Regions from separate parts of the Sus scrofa genome. Here region 2 is linked to region 1. The links are chromatin contacts, called in public promoter capture Hi-C maps. All regions are on one chromosome and are shown on one strand. The core of a region is the stretch at or near the end of the contact, and the rest is flanking DNA. Distances in the headings are between cores, read along the strand shown. Region 1 holds the start of DPY19L1 (probable C-mannosyltransferase DPY19L1). Region 2 overlaps DPY19L1 (probable C-mannosyltransferase DPY19L1).

The links. Promoter capture Hi-C pulls out the DNA fragments that hold promoters and counts their contacts.
Region 2: a contact with region 1 is called in a promoter capture Hi-C map of liver, with 6 times the contacts expected there. The contact joins the enhancer-like site here to the promoter of DPY19L1 in region 1. A contact is called at or near these places in 1 of 5 promoter capture datasets (liver), 5 of 47 Hi-C or Micro-C datasets (embryonic fibroblasts, heart right ventricle, liver and 1 more) and 2 of 2 datasets of contacts at active chromatin or transcription factors (alveolar macrophages and skeletal muscle).

Annotation. Positions count from the first base shown.
Region 1 is chr18:38,799,946-38,802,859 of Sscrofa11.1, forward strand. DPY19L1 (probable C-mannosyltransferase DPY19L1) reads left to right here and starts at 1,398. Exons shown (of 47, transcript XM_021079309.1): 1 at 1,398-1,797. The coding sequence starts at 1,500.
Region 2 is chr18:39,008,600-39,011,513 of Sscrofa11.1, forward strand. All of the region lies in intron 29 of DPY19L1 (probable C-mannosyltransferase DPY19L1), which reads left to right. All of the region lies in intron 6 of NPSR1 (neuropeptide S receptor), which reads right to left. Among named protein-coding and RNA genes, the nearest start is that of NPSR1, 200 kb to the right of the region's middle. Within about 2 kb of position 1,387, at least 2 of the 83 cell types and tissues checked have an H3K27ac peak or open chromatin away from gene starts, as enhancers often do. A contact at or near this core is called in liver, where this site is marked.

The sequences.
Region 1 (2,914 bases), core at 148-2,647:
GACAGCTGAAAATCCAAATTCACAAAAATACAGAGTACGGAGAATTATTAATTTGCATGGCAAAAACTATTACAAAATAATTCACTGCCTTTAAAAAGTAAGTGAATGCCGGTATTAAGTTACTTAAATCACTGGGCAGAGAAACAAGGGAGAGGACCCATAGCCACGTGAAGCCTCTAGGATTACAGTGGAGATAATCAGAATCATGTGGCTTGATATACAAAATTGGGAACTAAGGACAACTTTTTGGAACAAGCTCATTGGATTTAAAGGTAAGGAACATTTCGGTGATCCACGAGGCTGCAGGGTTTTGTGCAAAAAATGCAGGGATGTGGGGGCGGGGGTGGAAGGTAAATGAAAGTTGCCTGGTTTTCCCAATCTTCCTAGGCTTCCTTCAGTCATGCCTTCTGCTGCTGCATGAAAGAAAATACGTTTTCAACTAAAGGCTTGTATTTAACATCAAATAAAGTTCTACTCTCTTTCAAGCCATAAGGTTATATAGCATTTGAAACTAACAGGACATTCTCATTGCTAATCTTTCCTTCTCAGTCCATTCAATTTTATTACCCTCAGTCTAGGCTGCTACCCCTGGTTTTTGGTTTTAATGTCAGGCACACACTTCTGTCCCGACCTTTATCAGCTCACCCTGATACTCTACTGCCATTTTAAATCGGGTTGCCCCGCTCGTCGGGTTTGTGAAAGCGGAAGCTGCACTAGGCAGCGTTCTAAATTACGAGGCCACACAGGGTGGAGTAACGTGACCCTTTGGCTGGACTTTGGGCAGCTAGCCTTTTAGCAGCAGGGCCACCGAGAACTCCAGAGCGCACACACAGCGCCCCCAAGTGGTCCTTCTCTAGCGCCTCCTCCCGGGTCTAGCCGCCTCCGCAACGAGTTGCTTGGGCCACGCGGGCTTCACCGAGCTCCACTTGCAGCCTTAATCGGGTCCAAAACTTCGACCAGCTGCGCCCGCCCAGAGAGGGCCCTTCTTCTTTCCCCGTCGCTCCCAAAGGGTGGGACCGCCACTCCCGCTGGGCAGTCCGCGTCCTCAAACCTGCAGATTCCTGCGCGGGTTCCAAACCTGGCCGGGGTCGCTGGGCGGCCCGGGGTCGGCCCCCGCCCCCGCCGGAAGTCGGCGCGTGCGCGCTTGCCGGCCGGGAGCGCGCGTCCGGCGCGGAGGGGCAGCAGGGGCGGGGCCGCGGCTGCGGCCGCTCGCGGGGTGTCCCCGCCCCCGCCCCCTGGCGTTCCACGGTCGCCGTGACAACCGGAACGGCGGCAACGGCGGCGGGCGCGCGAGTCCGGCGCCGCCTCCCGGCAGCACCGCCAGGCAGGCAGCCGCCGCCCGGCCTTGCAGTTCTCCCCGCCTCCCCGCCGGCGGGGAGGGACCGGACCGCCCTCCGCCCGCCCGCCGGAGAGTGAGCGGCGCCGGGGCCGCCCCGCCAGCCCGCCGTTCCCCGGCCGCCGTCCGGGCGCGCGCAGCGAGCGGGCGCGACTATGCCAAGATGGTCCTGCAGGCGCGGAACAAGCACCGGGAAGCGGCCCCCAAGCCGCCCCAGCCGCCCCGCGCCTCTCAGTCGCCGCTAAGGGGGACGCCAGATGTCGGCGCCGGGGAACCCGGGCCCGAGCGCGCGCCCCCGTCCCCTCGGCGCAAGGGCGCCGCGGGCAGGAAGGGGCTCCGCGCGGAGCCCGCCGCGCCGGCGGCCGGGGGCGGCCTCGGGGGGCGCTTGGCGGCTCGACTAAGCGGGGCGCTGGGCCTGCGGCGCTCGGGGCGCGGCCGGACCTGGACCACGCTCCTGTTAGGTGAGCAGCCCAGCGCGCGGGCGCCGCCGGGACGCGGAACTTTGAGGCACGGGTCCCCCTCTCCCCCTCCGCTCCTCTCTCCTCCGGCTTCTGTGCCGCCGAGCCCCGCCGGCCGGTTTCCGTCAGTTTGCAGCCCTCTCCGACTTTTCCTGGGACGTCCTTACCTTCTCCTCCCCTCCCCCGCCCTGGCTCAGCCTTCCTCGCTCCCTTCCTACCCGCTCTCAGTGTCGGCTTTAAAAAAAATGGCCCCGAGATCAACAGCTGCCCGGTCTGGCCGCGAACTGGCAGGTCTGCGCTAACGAGACTTGGGCGCTGCTGATTGGCGCGGACCGGCTGCCTTCCCGTTATCTCGGCCCCTGCTCCGGAGGATGGTTTGCGATTACTTGGAGCCCAAAGCAAAAGCAGGTTGCCTGTCCTAGAAAGTTGCTAAACTTATAATTAAATTTTAGCGTGCTTTTTTTCTTCTTGGCTGCAACCACAGCTGGTGGCACTTAGTGATTCCCCTCCGCACATCACTTTCCCGGTTGTGTTGTGTTTTGGGCGCCTGAGCTGGGACACTGCTGACCTGGCGAACGATTGGTTTGGAGGGCTGCCCTCGTCTTTCGGGCCTTGACCAAACGGATGATACGTAGCGATGAGCTGAAAGAAATAAAGTTAAATTGTTCACATGTTGTGGACCGTTTTGAGGTTTCCTTTGTTTCCTGATTGACATTCTGATAAGGCAAGTTATAGCAGTTTGGATAATAGGCCAGATTTTTCTTAAGTCAGCAAGTAAAATGCTGTAACACTACTTTTCCAATATAATGTTGTTAATGGGCTTTGGCTGCTTAATTATTTAACTATTGGTGATTTATCCCTTATTACCCTTTCACATTCCCTTAGTGACCCAAAAGGATTTGGAGTTCAGTGTAGACCAGGGAATAGGACAGAGCAAATAGTCTTCCCCTGAGATCACAGCCATCACTAGAAGCGACTCAATGATAAAAACCACAGTCATCACCGTGTGAGTGCGCGCGCGCATTTGTGCTCTCGCACGCGTGCCCACGAACATTTTAATGGGCTCACAAAGGTTGATATTGCTATTAGGGCACTTTTTTTTTCTTCTATTGTAGATTCA
Region 2 (2,914 bases), core at 137-2,636, 210 kb after region 1:
TTTTCAAGGATCCCCAGATGACTCTAGTATCTAGGCAGGGTTGAGAATCACTGGATTTGAGATTGTTATCATCTTTTTAAGACTATGAAAATAGTCTCCTAAGTTGTCACCTTGACTTCTCCAGTCTCATTTCTTACCAATCTGTTTTCCACCAATCTGTCTGCTTATTTCCAGGGGAATCTTCTAGTGAAACTGTTTGGGAACCAGTCTGATTCCATCACTCCTGTGCTTGTGAGCCTTCCAACCCTAATTCCTATACATGGCTTGAAACTCAACCTCCTGGTCATTTTGCCACCTCCCAGCCCCTTAATGTCATCTTCCATGACTTCTCGCTCCCAGTTCATTCTATAGCAGTACCAAAGTAGTCTTCGATGTTCCTAAGAGAAATATCTCAAAACAATTGTGAAACTCCATTTTCTTGAATGTCACACAATTTCTTTCCATACAATGCAGTAAATTATTGCTGAGAAATTTGTGGCTTCCAATAATGCAGGACTGAGGTAATTTATTTACATATTTATTTAAAATTAAAAAGGTATATTTTATTTATTTAAAAAATTTAATGTATAGTTGATTTACAATGTTCTGTCAATTTCTGATGTACAGCAAAGTGACCCAGTCATATATATAATTTTGTCGTATTATCTTCCATCATGTAGGACTAAGGTAATTTAAATAGCAATTATAGTATACCTTTTCATGAAAATAATCTCCACGTAATGTTGCATTATATCACCCCAGTAAGACTAATTAAGAGTGACGGAAGATGTTAATTATTCCTATAGAATCCGCATTTGTACAGAGGTGTGATTTAGAAGGCTTCTCCTCACAAAGCCCTATTATCCAAATCCTGCAAAGAGAAAATATTTTTTAAATTTCCAACCAGTTTCATTTTTCAACATACGCTATTCGAAGCCTTAATGGTACTTCTGCTGTGCAAGTTTCCTGCAAAGAACAGACAGCTACCTTAAGTTAACCACCATTTTATCATTAATTTATTTTATCTCTAGTTAGTCAGACATTCGTTAAAAGTTTCACAAGTCACCTTTATCTCTTTCTAAATGTTGCACTTGTTATCATTCAAACTTTAACAGATAAATGAGTTAATGTTTCTCTTCTCTGTCATTTATTCAGAACTTCCCTTTTCTGCCCAAGAATTGTTAACCTCTTGCTCTTTATGGCCACCTAGTATTGGTGCTAAGCACAAAAAAGTAGTTTTGTGGCTACTTTTCACTAGATAGCAGCCTTATATTATAAGTAAGCATGTGTCTGCCATGACAAATACACAAAGAGATATCTAGCAGAGCTCGGCCCCCCTAGGTGTGTGGTTGACCTCAGGTGCAAGTGTAGTGATGTGTTCTGCACACTACCCTTCAAGCGTGGAGGGTAGTCCGGCCTCAGTGAAACTGAAAATCAATAAATGTCATGGCTCCTCTCGTAAGGAAACCAGAATAGTCCAAAAGAGAGCCTAAGATTCTGTCATGGATAAACAGAATAGTCCCAGAGCAACCCTGGGAATTCTCACTGAGTTGCCTGGATAATGAGCCAGTGGGGCCAGGGGGTTTCCGAGGTCAAGACATGGGGCTGCACCTGAACTCACCCCCACAAGTCTCAAGCTGGCAGCTGGCTTTCCTAGTTGCTTCCTGCTCTAAACAAGTGACCTGTACACCTTACTGCTCAGTGCTCAAATGGTCCTTTTTTTCTGCCACGCCCTTCCTCCCACTGATACACTTGCTCTGTGGCTCCATAAATGAGAAAGGTGAGCAACTGAGGAAGCTGGGCTCCTCCCTGGAAGGTACATTCCTGGCCTGTCCTGGCACTCCTGGAGCTAAGACATTAGAAAACTGTGCTCTTTTTACTAACCCTCTCTTTGCAAGTTTCATCAAAAACTCTGTCTTTTATCCACAACCAGCGAGGTGAACTCTGACTTGAGCCCTATTACCTGATAGACTTTTAGTGTCAGGTATGAATTCTGGAAACTGAGAATTCAGAGTGAACTATACCCCTCTCCTTTCACCTTTTGTTCTGCCCAGGATCCCTCCCTCTATGGGCCACCTGCTGGGACTTCAAGATCCATCTGCGCAGAATTAACCCTGTCCCCTGGCCCCCATCCAAAGCAGAGAAAAATCACCCTCTCCCCTGTGCTACTGAAAGTTGCAACAGACCCAGGCAGTTCTCAGTATTGGGACATTGTTTTCAATGATTAAGCCATCCTGGGAGTCAGGGGTTTACCCCAACTATTTATTTTTTATGTACAATTACTTTTTAATTGCATAAGTAATATGTATTGAAAAATTTAGAAGTATTAAAAAGTAAAATATGACCCAAGAGATGAACACTTTTCCGATTTTATTAAATAAAAATGGCCTGATGCACTACCAATTTCTTGAAACCTACATTCTTTTCTTGATGGGCAGACATGGTAGTTCATTGTTATTTTAATTTGCATTTATTCAGTTTGTGACAACACTATTTAAAATAGGCTTAGTGATGAATTACATTTCCGTTTTATGTCGTCCCTATCCACAGGTTTGTGTTTATTTTGCCATTAAGTATTTTTCTTTGCATTACAGATTTGTAGGAAGTCCTTATTGTTGAGTCTATCAACTCTATTTTTTTTTTCTTGGTCTTTTTAGGGCCACACTTGCAGCATATGGAGGCTCCTAGGCTGGGGGTCAAAGTGGAGCTGTAAGCCACTGGCCTATGCCACAGCCACAGCAACACCAAATCTGAGCTGTGTCTGCAAGCTACACCACAGCTCACAGCAATGCCGGCTCCTTTAACCCACTGAGCAAGGCCAGAGATTGAACCCACTTCCTCATGGATGCTAGCCTGGTTCGTTAGCACTGAACCATGATGGAAACTCCCAAGTCTACCCACTCTTTATCAGCAATGCAAGTACTACTTATATTGT